Regions from separate parts of the Mus musculus genome. Here all the other regions are linked to region 1. The links are chromatin contacts, called in public HiChIP or PLAC-seq and Micro-C maps. All regions are on one chromosome and are shown on one strand. Each heading gives the region's core, a stretch centred on a gene start, on an enhancer-like site or on the middle of the called end of the contact. The rest is flanking DNA. Distances are from core to core; before and after follow the strand shown. Region 1 holds the start of Pde5a (phosphodiesterase 5A, cGMP-specific). Region 2 holds the start of Sec24d (Sec24 related gene family, member D (S. cerevisiae)). Region 3 overlaps Sec24d (Sec24 related gene family, member D (S. cerevisiae)). Region 4 holds the start of Arhgap29 (Rho GTPase activating protein 29).

Region 1 (3,198 bases), core at 119-2,618:
CGCCGCCTCTTCGCTGCGGGTCGCCGGCTGCGGACCCCGCGTTGCGTCGCCCCCTGGCGGGCAGCGCCCGGCCGAGTGGCGGCCGCGCTCGGGCGAGTCCCCACCGGCTCGTCCACCATCCCCGCCCGGCGAGAGTCGCCCTCCCGGCTCGGGCGGCCAGCACCAGCTGCTCGACGGCCGTTGCCCCAAGGCGCCGGTGGCGGGGCTCCAGCCCCTTCTCCAAAGCAGAGCTGGTTAGTTCAGCCCAGATCGGCGCGCCGGAGGCAAGCGCGCGCGCGGGCTTCACGGCGACTCCTCGAGCTTCGGGGGACCCGCCCGCCACGCACTCCGCTCCACCCTCTCGTCCCTCCGCTCCACTCTCAAGTCTGCGCGAGCCCCGACTGCCCGTGCAGCAGTCGGATCCTAAAGGACAGGCTCCCTTCTCCACGCCCTCCGCAGCGGCCTCCCGGCGTTTGGCTCGAGACCAGGAAGAACTGGCCTCTGGGGTGCTCCGGGTCCCCGGGTCCCCGAGTCCGCCCGGGCCGCCTCCCTCCCGCCCTTTGTGTGCGCGCCGCAAAGCTCCGCGAAAATCCTCCTTGCGGCGACGCAGCCAGAAGAGGGATGACCAGAGGACTATTGGGGGACCAAAGGCGACAGTCCTCACTGGGGGCGACCCGGGCAAGCTGCGGCACCCAGGCTTCCCGGTGGCCTGGTCCAGACCCCCCCGGCTTCCCCGCCCCTCCAGGGTCAGAGCAAGCCGGGCAGGGGAGGAGCACGACCACAGGGACGCGCCCGCAGTGGTGCTTCCGGAGCCGCTGGGAAGGGGCTCTGGCTTGTTTTGGTTTTTGCTAAGCGGGTTTGGGAGGGAAACCGGGAGAGTAGAGGGGAGGGGAGAAGGCCCGGGAGAGTAATCTTGCTCCAGGGCCGGGTGTACGCTTTTGTTTTTAACTTCGTGGGCAAGTCCTTTCTAATCCGACGCCTCGCTTCTCAACTGTGCTCCCTTTAAGTAGAGGACTCCAGTCCGTACTGGGACCGAGAAGCTACTTCCGAAGCAAAGGGCCTGGGAACGGGGATTGTTTAATGTTGGATCGAGGGGAAAATTCAATGGTGGGGGAGAGAGATCAGCCTCAGGTCACGCTTCATGTCCCTGGCTGTGTCCTTTGTGGCTCCTCTTCTTACCTGGTGGCCTTTCTAATAAAGTAAGAGAAGGTAAAGTCCCGGTGATCATCCAGCCACGCTTCCACCCAGTCCGGGTCCCGCTGCTGCTGCGACCGCACGGAGTTGGGGCCCGCTCGTTCCATGGTGCTTGCCGCGCGTCTCTGCGGCTCGGAGGTGCCGGATTTCCACCTCTCTCTCTCAGAGGAGCAGGACAGTGTTCGAGACCCTCCCCTTTTGCCTTTATTCGTCCCTGCAGTGTCTCAGCGAAGCCACAGAGACGCGGGCCGGCCCCGGAGCTCGCTCAGCCCCGCCCCTCCAGGTCCCCGAGGTTCCCAGGTGGCGGGCGTCCTCCTTGGGGTCCCGCGGAAACCGGCTTTCTGCATCTGCCTCGGCGCTGACTGGCGAGCCCTCCGGAAGCCAAGTGGCCAAGGCTAGAAGGACTCCAGACCGCCGCTGGGGTGCGCTGTGGGCCGAGTCAGCTTCCCTCTATGCGCAAAGGTGACAGTGGGTGGATTTGCAATTCCCAACCAACCAACTCTAGGACAGAAAGATCACAGTGAGGACTCATCTACAGTCCAGAAGGCAAGAGGCAGGAGCTTCACTAGAAAGTGTGGGAAAAAGTTAACGTGATTGTTTTTCTTCGTTCTTAGTAGTACAGGGACAGCCCCACCTCACTTTTCTCCTTAAGCAACTCTTGGTGGAGAGGACCCAGAACCTATCTCCCTCACAGCAGCCCTCCCAGTGACTCCGGAAAGCACTCCAACCCTACAAGCTAGGGAGAGACATGAGGAAGAAACCGCTATGACAAACCTGCAGGTACGGGACACAGTGGCTTCCATCAAAACCACATCCGAGCTTAAGGCTAACATCAGTTGTAATCATTGATTCATACACCAAAGACCCTCCTTATGGAAGCGCAAGATTCGGTTAGACATAGGACATAAAAATGACAACCACCTGTCCTTGGCCTGTGAATTTTGAAGCTAAGACTACCTCTACACGATTCTGCTGACTTACGAACCCTAACACTAGCTACCCATGTACAACTGGGAACACCCAGTTAGCCTGATTTAAAATGAACTCATTTGTATTTAACTGGCATCGATACCTCAGAAATAGTATTGCCTTACATTGCTTATTGCTGTGATAAAATTCCATGACCAAAGCAACACATGATAAATTATATTAGATTTTAAAATGACAGTTCTCTCCTGATATGTTACTATGACATTAAATATGCTTAGCGAATAGGGAGTTTCCCCTTGTTGGTGAACCCCACCCCCACCCCATATCTACACATTCCTCCTACCAGGAAGTCACCTGATTTAAAACTGAACTCTGGGATAATAGCTAGAAATTGGGCCTTAACTGTTTGTGCCCGCTCCCTCCAAAGTTCATATTGACACTTCATTCTGGCTGAGTGGTTAAGAGTTCTTCCTTCGGGGGCTGGTGAGATGGCTCAGTGGGTAAGAGCACCCGACTGCTCTTCCGAAGGTCAGGAGTTCAAATCCCAGCAACCACATGGTGGCTCACAACCATCCATAACAAGATCTGACTCCCTCTTCTGGAGTGTCTGAGGACAGCTACAGTGTACTTACATATAATAAATAAATAAATATAAAAAAAAAAAAAAAAGAGTTCTTCCTTCACCCGACCCCCCCCCCAAGCTCCCAGGGACTAAACCACCAACCAAGGAGTACATATGAAGGGACCCATGGCTCCAGCCTCATATGTAGCAGAGGATGGCCTTGTCGGACATCAACGGAAGAAGAGGAGGCCCTTGGTCCTGTAGGCTAGGGCGAGTAGGCAGAAGTGGGTGGGTTGGGGAACAGCCTCATAGATGCAGGAGGAGGGGGAATGGGATAGGGGGCTTCGGGGGCAGGGGGTGACAATATTTGAAATGCAAATAAAGAAAATATCCAATAAAAAGAGTCCTTCCTTCTATTCCATAAGTTGGGGTTCAGTTCCAAAGCTGTCTTTGCTGGTTAAGTCATTTCTTCCCTCTCTTCTCTGCTATCTCCACTTCTACCTCCAGACCTGTGGCCAACAGCCAGCTTTGCC
Region 2 (3,016 bases), core at 449-2,948, 540 kb before region 1:
GTCTGATGCTTCACAACCTGGATCTTCCTGGTGCCTTCTAATTAGTCTACTTAATCTGTACTTAAGACAAGGAAAAGCCATAGTCCAACAAATATAACCTGAGATAGACATGATGATAGTCTTTGTGAGTCATAATGGGACAAGCCAGTGGCAGCTCCAACCATCTCCGTCCAAGATGCTAGGGCTTCTCTCTAACTTAGATGACGTCACACCTCTAAGAACATAGGCACCTATATTTAAGGAGCTAAAAAAAAAGCCTTTCATATGTGGGTAGTCATAAACAATCACAAATATAACAGTCCCATCTTGACTCTATTCAGAGCCCAAATGCCAATTAGCTTTACACTTTATGTTTCCATGTTTTGCTAAAACAGATATCTCCTAGAGAGGTTTTTAAAAGATACTTTTGTTTATTTGGTTGGTTGGTTTCTGCAGAGACAAGGTTTCCCTTGTAGTCCTTGCTGTCCTGAACTTACTCTGTAGACCAGGCTAGCCTCGAACTCAAAGAGATCTGCCTGCCTCTGACTCCCCAATGCTGGGATTAAAGGTGTGTGCCACCATGTCTGGCTTTCAAAAAAACATTTGTTACAAGACAGGAGGTGCTCTGAAGCCTGGCAAAAGAATTATGATTTGTTTCCTATCTGCCCATGCAAAGCTTTGTGACACAGTAAACTGAAGAGGTTCTTTGGGCCTCAGTTTTCTGTTTTAGAAAATGAAGTGTCCAAAAGCCATATTAGTTGTGAAACCCTGATTCTCTAGTTTCTTTCCAGTTTCTCCATCAAGCATTTGGGTACCTCTCCTTTCTTTCTCGTTGCTGCGGTTTAAGGTAGTGGTTTAAGGTAAAGATTAGTAATACCTTCTAAGTAAGACGTGGGATCTCTTTATTCTGGAAATGGCATGCAAATTTCAAACGTGAAGACTAACATCCATGATTTAGCTTTGTTTTCATATTAAACCTTCAGCTTCCGAGTAGCAACCATGAGTATGATGAGGTCACTGTCTTGCTAACGGAGGACAGAAAGGCAGACAAAGGTCTCTAGTTCACTGTGTTCCTGACAACACTTTCCCTCCTCCCACTGCGCCTAGAGAGACGTGGCAGTCGCTTGGCCCCGTGCAGCCCAGAGCCTTCAGAAGACCGCACCGGCGCACCCACGCAGCAGCTGCGGAAGGGGAGCGGGACAGCGATGCTCACAGCAGGGGACTGGAAGCCGCCCAGCCCTCTTCCCTGGTCCTGGGAGGAATTCGCTTCCTCACCCTTCTCTGCCACGTCAAACTTCCTCACCCAGTACACCAAGTTGCAGAAACCTGACTCAGCTGCAAGCGGCGACATGGCAGAGAGCCACTTGGCACAAACCGGCCTCGAATCCAAACCCCGAGCGCTCGGATTCTACAAAGACACCCTTCCCCTTCCACTGTCACCCGGGACAAGTTCGCGTTTCCCTCTAATGATGTCCCGGAGCTGAACACTGTAGTTGCCATTTTCCCTCGGAATATTTCCAGCCCTCTCCTCCTCCGGGAACCAGAGAGCCAAGTTGATGGGGAGTCGCGGTGCAGCCGCGTGTGGACGCTCCGCACCCTCAGCCCGAACCTGCTGTACCTGTGGCTCCCCTTCCTCCCCACCCTCCTCCCTGCGCCCTGCGCCCCGCGTCTGCCGTACCTGCTCTGCACGCTCCGCGCCCCGCGCCGCCGCCGCCGAGTCGCTCTGGGTTGCTAGTGCCACGTCAGGCGCCCGGGCGCGCGCGCGTGCTGGACCCGCTCGCTCCCGCGGCGCGCCCTGGCGGGGGCGGGGCCGCACCTCCCACTGCGGTCTCGCGCCTCTTTCCGGGTCTTTTCCTCTAAGCTTTTCCTTCGCGAGGCCCCGCCTCCTCCAATTTGTCAAAGATCCTCCGGAGCCGGTGGCAGGGGACTTGGGTGGGGTGAGGAGGGCGCGCTCTGGGTTCAACAGGTGGCACTGAATCGCTGCGCTGCGCTCGCCTTACTGGAAGCGACGCGTGTCGGGGAGTGCTCAGTGGCCAGAGGAATCTGGCGCGTGGACAGACAATTTGATGACGTCTTCCAGCACAACCACAGAAGGAAGGAAGGCCCACGACAGCCTGGTTCTGTGTGAAACGAGACGCTCAGCTGAGGTGTCCTCAAGGAAGCAAAGGGTTGCAGGACCTCCGTGGGCTTGCCCACTTAACTGGGTGTGCCCCACCCACAAACAGGAACTGGCCTGTGTCAAAGGTAGATAACTTTTAGCTCACCTTTGGACAGAAACAGTTGAGAAACACCTATTTGGCCCTAAAATCAGGACCAATAGGCCACACTCCAAAAATGTCTCACTATCAGAGAGAAAGTATGAGTTCAGTCCGCAGCCGAGCTGCGAGTTTGGGGAATCTATGAAAGTTTTATGAAATAAAAGCAGCCTAGTGATTTTGCCCTCACTGTGTGCCTCCTTCTGAGGAACCAGAAATAAAAGCTCCCTAAAGCTTGACTAATCAAAAGCTACCTGAGTAACTTTTCCTGTTGCTGTGATAAAATACTCTGGCAACCACAACTAAAAGGAGAAAATGTTTATTTTGGTCCACAGTTCAAGGGAGTAATCCATCTTGATGCGGTAGCTTGAGGCAGCTGATCACTATGCGGGCACAGTCAGGAAAGCAGAGAGCAATCAGTGCTTGTGTCTGGCTCTTTTTATGCAGTCCAGGATGCCAGTCCAGGGAATGATGTCCCACACACTGGGCGGGTCTTCTCAGCTCAATCCATCTATGCTCAATATAGATCCTCTCAGACCTGCCAGGTCTTCTTTTAGAATTATCATTATCAAGACATGTTGTTGTTGTTGTTTGAGACAGGGTTTCTCTTTGTAGCCTTTGCTGTCCTGGAACTCACTCTCTAGACCAGGCTGGCCTCAAACTCAGCAATCCACCTGCTTCTGCCTCCCAAGTGCTAGGATTAAGGACATGAGCCACCATCACCCACAGTATTAGGAATTTTGAGGCAACTGTGTCAACTGTTTATCACTAAAAAAGAAACC
Region 3 (2,940 bases), core at 180-2,679, 610 kb before region 1:
CACAAGCAGCAGTGTGGAGCTTGGTCGCATCACAAGAGCAGAGGGGAATTTGGCTAAAAAGATTCCATTCTCTCCTATGACAACTGCTCAGTTTTCTGGGACCCTTGGACTCCACCACTATCAGCAACTGCCAGCTTTTGTGGAACAGGCTTCCAAACTTCTCCCCTACACACACACACACACACACACACACACACACACACACACACACATACACACAGTTGGGATTCTCCTGTAATTTATAAAGTATCTTTGAGATGTTTCATTTATCTACCATTGTTTTTTTTTTCTTTCTCCTATTTTCTTTTCTTTCTATAAACATCCACTCTGACATTTTAAATACCCCCAAAGAATGGTGTAGTTTGATTTATAACTGACTATAATGTTCTCATTAGCAAACGATATTAATCAGCCAGTCTGCTCAGCTCAGTGACACGGTGTAATTCACAGGAGGCCAGCAGCAAGCATCCTTACTTGGGTAGCCGCTTCAGCGCGGTCTTCAGCTCTTCACATATGAGCTTGACGAGGCCATTCTTTATGTTACTATATGAGACATCAATCATGAAGATGAAGGCTGGTGGGCTGGGAGGTTTATTCTTCTGCAGGGAAGCAAGCACATCACAGAAGTCGATACAAGGCAAGCATACCTCATAATCAAACATAAACAAATGCTAGAAGACTATCAGATGCTTCATTCAATACCTAGGCTATAACATCTGTGGATCAAATAACTTTCTAGGAACCCCAATACCCCACCACTATAAAAAGATTTTTTTTAAAAATAGCCTGTTTATTTTCCACGTTATGACATGAACTTTCTATTATATTTAACAGAAATGGTTTGCTTTTTTATCTCCAGAGACTCTCCTCCCATGACTGCTGAAGGGAAGTCAAGTATTGAGCCAGCCCTGCATGTAGCACACTCCCTTACAGAGGGAATGCATTTGGGCCCCTGAGAAGGAATGCTACAAAGGAGTATACATTTCTTTTGGAAGCTGTAACCAAGCTCTATTAATGGGAATATCATGATTTTCAGATATATTCTCTTATGAGTTCCTTTGGATATATATATATATATATATATATATAAAAGAAACATATATATGTATGATTTGTTTCTTTTTAAGGCAAGGTCTTGCTGTGTAGCCCAGGCTGGCTTCAAACACACAGTCAATCCTCTCATCTAAGGGATTACAGGAATACAACCTGTAATAACCATGCTCAACTACAGATATGGGAATATCTATTATGATTTAACTGCATACCTTAAAAATGTACATTATAAAATACTTCCAAAACCTACTTCACATCTGTGGTAAAGAAAAATGCCCCCTTTCCCTGTGTCCTTGCAACACTCACTGTAACATCAAGCAGCTGTCAGGACAGTGCGCACTCACTATTAATCTGGCTGGTGGCCAAACAGCTCATAAGGAAACAATCCTTCAACTGGGATTTATAAAGTGTTTAGAAAAGAAAGCCACAGGCAAATATGATCAGTGACCTCCACTAGCGAGTAAAGACCCAAGACCAACAGTGTTTCCTCTGATAATAAAGCATAAAAATGTTCTAAAATTAAAACGTAGTTCAACTCCTATATAGCTAGATGGTGAGAATTATAAATGCTCTCTGATTGAGTCTTTATCTCCTATAAGGTTAGACATAATATGGTTCTAGTAAAATACTCCATTTCAAATAAGAACTCATAAGATTTAAAAAGCAATCTGAAAATGTCACTTTTCCGATCCAAAATCAGAACAGCCAAGGAATGGGAGAGCTTGGATAACTTCCAAGTCTCATCTCCTCCACTCCATGATATGGATTCCAGCAGTGAAACTGGCAACTGTTATCATTAGTTAACGCAACACCTCTTTATGGCAATCCCAATGGTGGTTTATTATTCTTGTATTCTCCTGGACACTCACTGTGAGTCATTCTTCGTAACTCTAGCCAGCTTTTCTCCTTAGGAATCCTTCAGTCACTAAGGCTTGTTTTCAGCATGCGTAAAGTTAACCTCTACTTCCTCCTAACCACATGGCCTTCCGGTTTCTATCAGTGACGGCAAACAACATGACAGACCTGACGCAGAATTTGGTGGTTAGGGTCCCCTCAGCCATTTGTTTTTCTTTTAAGAATGGTTCTTCTGGCTGCTGGGTGTGGACCCAGGAACCCTCTTCCCTCAGACCTTCTCTGCTTTCCCTTGTAGCCACCTCCATTCCCTTTGTGTCAGCCACCAACCTGCAGGAACACTTTCTGCCAGACCCTCCCCCCCCACCCCCGGCCCCCGGCCGCCATGCTGGGCTGAGACACAGGTAGGCGATTTTTCAGTATCTTTCTTGTCTTCCATTCTAGTCCTCTGAACTTAACTCTTAGACCTGCTACAGCTCCTATCCAACCTCCACTCCCTGAGAATTCTTCCTCTGGGTGCAGAACCGGGGTCTCCCAGCTCCTTTCCTACTCCCCATCTCTGCCTGTCTTCCTAGAGCATCTCCATTCCTGTGTCACATGCGGACCATCAGAAAAGTTCTCTACCAGGAACCGCACATCTGCCACGCCTGCCTAGTATCCAGAGTGAGAGACAGCAACCAATGAACCTAACAAAAGCAAGACCAGACATCTACACCAAGAAACAACTCAAACATCATAATGCCAGATGCCTGGATCCTGGCACAAAAACTCAAACATGAACAGCCAAGTTAATATGGCTCCTCTGGAAGTCAGCAACTCTACTGCAATAGACCTTGGGAAAAGGAGTCAGCTGAGGTGTACAAGAAGGCCTTCAAAGTGGCAGCTATGAACACTCTCAAGAACCTTAAAGATGATATGAATAAATGCCTTCATGGACACCAAAAAAGACAAAGAGCTGAATGAAAAATGAAAACATCTCAGGATATGAAAGTAGAATTTGAACTTGGAGGTCAAACGACCCTTTCACATGGCTCA
Region 4 (2,947 bases), core at 355-2,854, 760 kb after region 1:
AGAGGCCCTCGGGCCAACCGACCAGCAGGAGAGAAAAAACCCAAAACATTCATATAGATTTCCTAAACTCTCAGATGGGGACTTTTCCAAGACTTCAGCAGTTTGTGTCAATCAAATGTCCCCTCACACAGTCCATAATGTATATGACAGAAGCAGAGAGCTAACTGGGATGTAAAACTTCCCAAAATATCTGCACTTTAGTTCTTTCTTATAGTTCAAAATTGCATGATTTCAGAAATCTGTTATTTCAGCATAATTTCTGAGTTTGTGAGAATCTATTAAAAGACACTGGGAAAAAAAGCTCACACAGGAATCAAGTGTAAAGGTCTTTAACTACACTTTTAAAAAACACTCTACAAAAACAGAACGGGAGCATGTCGGGAACAGCTTTATCCTTAACAACGTCTAAAGTAAGATATACAACACACATTTCATTCCTGTGCAGTCTGAACCCAGCAGGATAACTAAAAAAGAAAGAAAAAGGAAAAGGAAAAAGAGGGAGAAAAAGCTGCCCTGCCCCCCACGCCTCCAGAATGTCTAGCATTCCTGGCAAGGAGGGCTCGCCTCTGATCAGCCAAAACCACCCAATGCCAAAGCGCACGTTCCCTATGCCTGACTTCATGCATACAGAGGAAAGGAGAGAAACGAAAAAGGCCAGCCAACATCGATAGTGTCAGACAAAAGACTCAACTAACAAGAGATAGTCACAGAGGCCTTAACAGGTAACAATCCTGTCTCCAAAAATTTGTTTGGTGTGTTATCTCTCAAAGGTGAAAAACCGATAAGGAGAGACTGTCATCGGCCACTAGAATTCTACCTTCAAAATTCCAGGTCTTGAGCACATGCATCCATAAATGTTTTAAAATTAAAACCATCAAACCTCCAAACATATTCAAAACAAAATGAGAACACACCAAGACACTGAGAGTGTGCTCAAACAAAAATATTCTCTAAACACAAAACATAGAAGACAACAATATGCACGATGGGACTCCTAAAATACTTTGGGACTGAGCACCCCATCTGGAGCGAGAATTGCTGGCGGGGTTGGCGGGAGCACACTGCTCCAGAGCAAAAAGCACGGATTCTGGGGCAAGGGCGCATAGGATTAAGCCTTGATACTGTCAATTACTACTTTGGGCAGATTTTTCACCTCAGCTTCCCTGTTTGAGAAATGAGTTCAAGGGTCATGGAGCTGTCCTGAGAATTAAAGGAGTTACAAATTGGGAAGTTTCAGTACTCGGTAGGTAAATACGAGCTAACTGGCAGCTTTACTTAGAATACCATCTGCTCACCCCTGCAGGTCCTTAACTCACAGTCCAGTTCCTAAGCTTAGCGAGGACTAAGAGCACCGAGAACTAGCCGCACATTCGGACCCAGACTCGATAGCAACTCAGGGGAACCCCAACTCAGCAGCCTCGGTGGAAACGAGCACCACCGCCCCTCACTCACCGTGGGGCTCCATCCTGTATCCCCCGTGCCGACTTCAGATGAACGCCCACAGCCTGGCGGCGGCGGCTCGTGCCGCCTAGGGCTCAAACTTGCTGCCTCCATCCTCCATGCCGGGCCGAGCCAGCACTGCTGTGAGGCAGCTGGGGCAGAGGTGCTCCGCCCTGGCCCCACCTCTGCCCCGCCCCAGCCCACCCCCTGGGGCTCAGCCCATTGGCTCAAACTCGCAGGGGCGGGGACAGAGCGCAGAGAAGGTAGAGGAGCCCGGGGTGTGGTAGTCTGTCAGCAGCTTCTGGTCTGACAGGGTCTCCTCACAGAAGACATTGCTTAGGAAAAGTCACCTTAGAACTGGATTTGCTAATAGGCATTCTTGGGTGGTGTATTTCCTGGACCACTTTCATCTTCTGTCACCAAATCCCGAAATGATACGAGCTGAAGACGAAGGCTCCACTCAGGTAACATGCAACAAGGCCTACCTAGCCCTAATTCCAAAAGAATTAACTACATCGAAACCAGACAACCATTCAGCCCCTTATAAAGGGCAGAATTTTCCACCAAGGCCCGTGTTTGGTCAACTGCCTTTTCAAACTCACCTCAGGATATATGAAGGAATGGTTTAAAAAGCAGCAGGTCCCTCGAAATACAAGGACTCTTGAATTCAACACAGAAAGCTAAGCTAGAGAAAAACATGGGGAGGGTGCCTGTGGGAACAGTATAGAGACAGAAAAATGGCCACCTGTGGGAGGAAAAGGATCCAGGGCAGTGTGAGGGGAGGTGAAAGAACGGGCAGCAAACCCCAAGAGAGAAACAAGCAAAGAAAGAAGAGAGTAGGACCCAAGGAGACCAGAAAATAAGACAGAAATACTGTAGGCCCAACAAGTGAGGCATTGAATCAGGAGAAATTTCTGAAAAACAGACACTTAAATTTTCCAATTATTACCAGAAAAACAGCCCCCTTAGTGTAACTTGAAAGGATAAATATGGAATTGCTTGGTTACTTTAGCTCTACAGTGGATTTTTAAGATTCATACAAATATATCCCTTCTGCCCTCAAACACAAAATACCAAATTTGCGCTCCAAATATTCAGGAACCTCTCAAAACCAGACTACTTTTAATTGCATTCGGGGAAAAAAAGTAGCAAAGACTTTTAGCATGGAAACTGATGTTTGAACTTTTAAAGCAAGCTACTAAGAGGAAAGGCATCCTCAAGAATAAAGGGGGTGAGAGTACGACTACAGTTAGAAACACACATTTGGGGGGAAATGGTAAGAAGTGGCTGCTTCAAGTGGTTCTTAGCTGCTCACACCCCCATTAAGTTATTTAAAAATATGTCAATTCTCTTTTTATACATCTGCCATTCCATTTAATAAAGAAAACTGAGTTGAAGTTGGTGGCACATTTCTGTAGTCCTACAATTTAGGAGATAGAGGCAGATGGATCAAGATTCCAAAGCCAGTCTCAGCTACCCAATGAGTTCCAGGCCAGCCTAAGGCTAC

The links. A called contact is a pair of places that touch in the nucleus more often than the background predicts. HiChIP or PLAC-seq counts read pairs in DNA pulled down with a chosen protein or histone mark.
Region 2: a contact with region 1 is called in a Micro-C map of embryonic stem cells, with 3 times the contacts expected there. The contact joins the promoter of Sec24d here to the promoter of Pde5a in region 1. A contact is called at or near these places in 2 of 39 promoter capture datasets (liver and pre-B cells) and 1 of 484 Hi-C or Micro-C datasets (embryonic stem cells).
Region 3: a contact with region 1 is called in an HNF4G HiChIP or PLAC-seq map of pancreatic cancer cells. The contact joins the enhancer-like site here to the promoter of Pde5a in region 1. A contact is called at or near these places in 4 of 39 promoter capture datasets (embryonic stem cells, pre-B cells and stem cell-derived epiblast-like cells), 1 of 484 Hi-C or Micro-C datasets (embryonic stem cells), 3 of 115 datasets of contacts at active chromatin or transcription factors (astrocytes, forebrain and pancreatic cancer cells) and 1 of 9 other capture datasets (embryonic stem cells).
Region 4: a contact with region 1 is called in a FOXA1 HiChIP or PLAC-seq map of pancreatic cancer cells. The contact joins the promoter of Arhgap29 here to the promoter of Pde5a in region 1. A contact is called at or near these places in 3 of 39 promoter capture datasets (hippocampal neurons, pre-B cells and stem cell-derived epiblast-like cells) and 1 of 115 datasets of contacts at active chromatin or transcription factors (pancreatic cancer cells).

What each region holds. Positions count from the first base shown.
Region 1 is chr3:122,727,328-122,730,525 of GRCm38.p6, reverse strand. Pde5a (phosphodiesterase 5A, cGMP-specific) reads right to left here and starts at 1,368. Exons shown (of 21, transcript NM_153422.2): 1 at 1,159-1,368. The coding sequence starts at 1,280.
Region 2 is chr3:123,266,178-123,269,193 of GRCm38.p6, reverse strand. It overlaps Sec24d (Sec24 related gene family, member D (S. cerevisiae)), which reads right to left and starts at 1,698. Exons shown (of 23, transcript NM_027135.2): 1 at 1,658-1,698.
Region 3 is chr3:123,334,145-123,337,084 of GRCm38.p6, reverse strand. It overlaps Sec24d (Sec24 related gene family, member D (S. cerevisiae)), which reads right to left. Exons shown (of 23, transcript NM_027135.2): 11 at 475-599. Among named protein-coding and RNA genes, the nearest start is that of Mettl14, 50 kb to the left of the region's middle. Within about 2 kb of position 1,429, at least 75 of the 459 cell types and tissues checked have an H3K27ac peak or open chromatin away from gene starts, as enhancers often do. A contact at or near this core is called in pancreatic cancer cells, where this site is marked.
Region 4 is chr3:121,966,463-121,969,409 of GRCm38.p6, reverse strand. It overlaps Arhgap29 (Rho GTPase activating protein 29), which reads right to left and starts at 1,604. Exons shown (of 23, transcript NM_001356524.1): 1 at 1,453-1,604.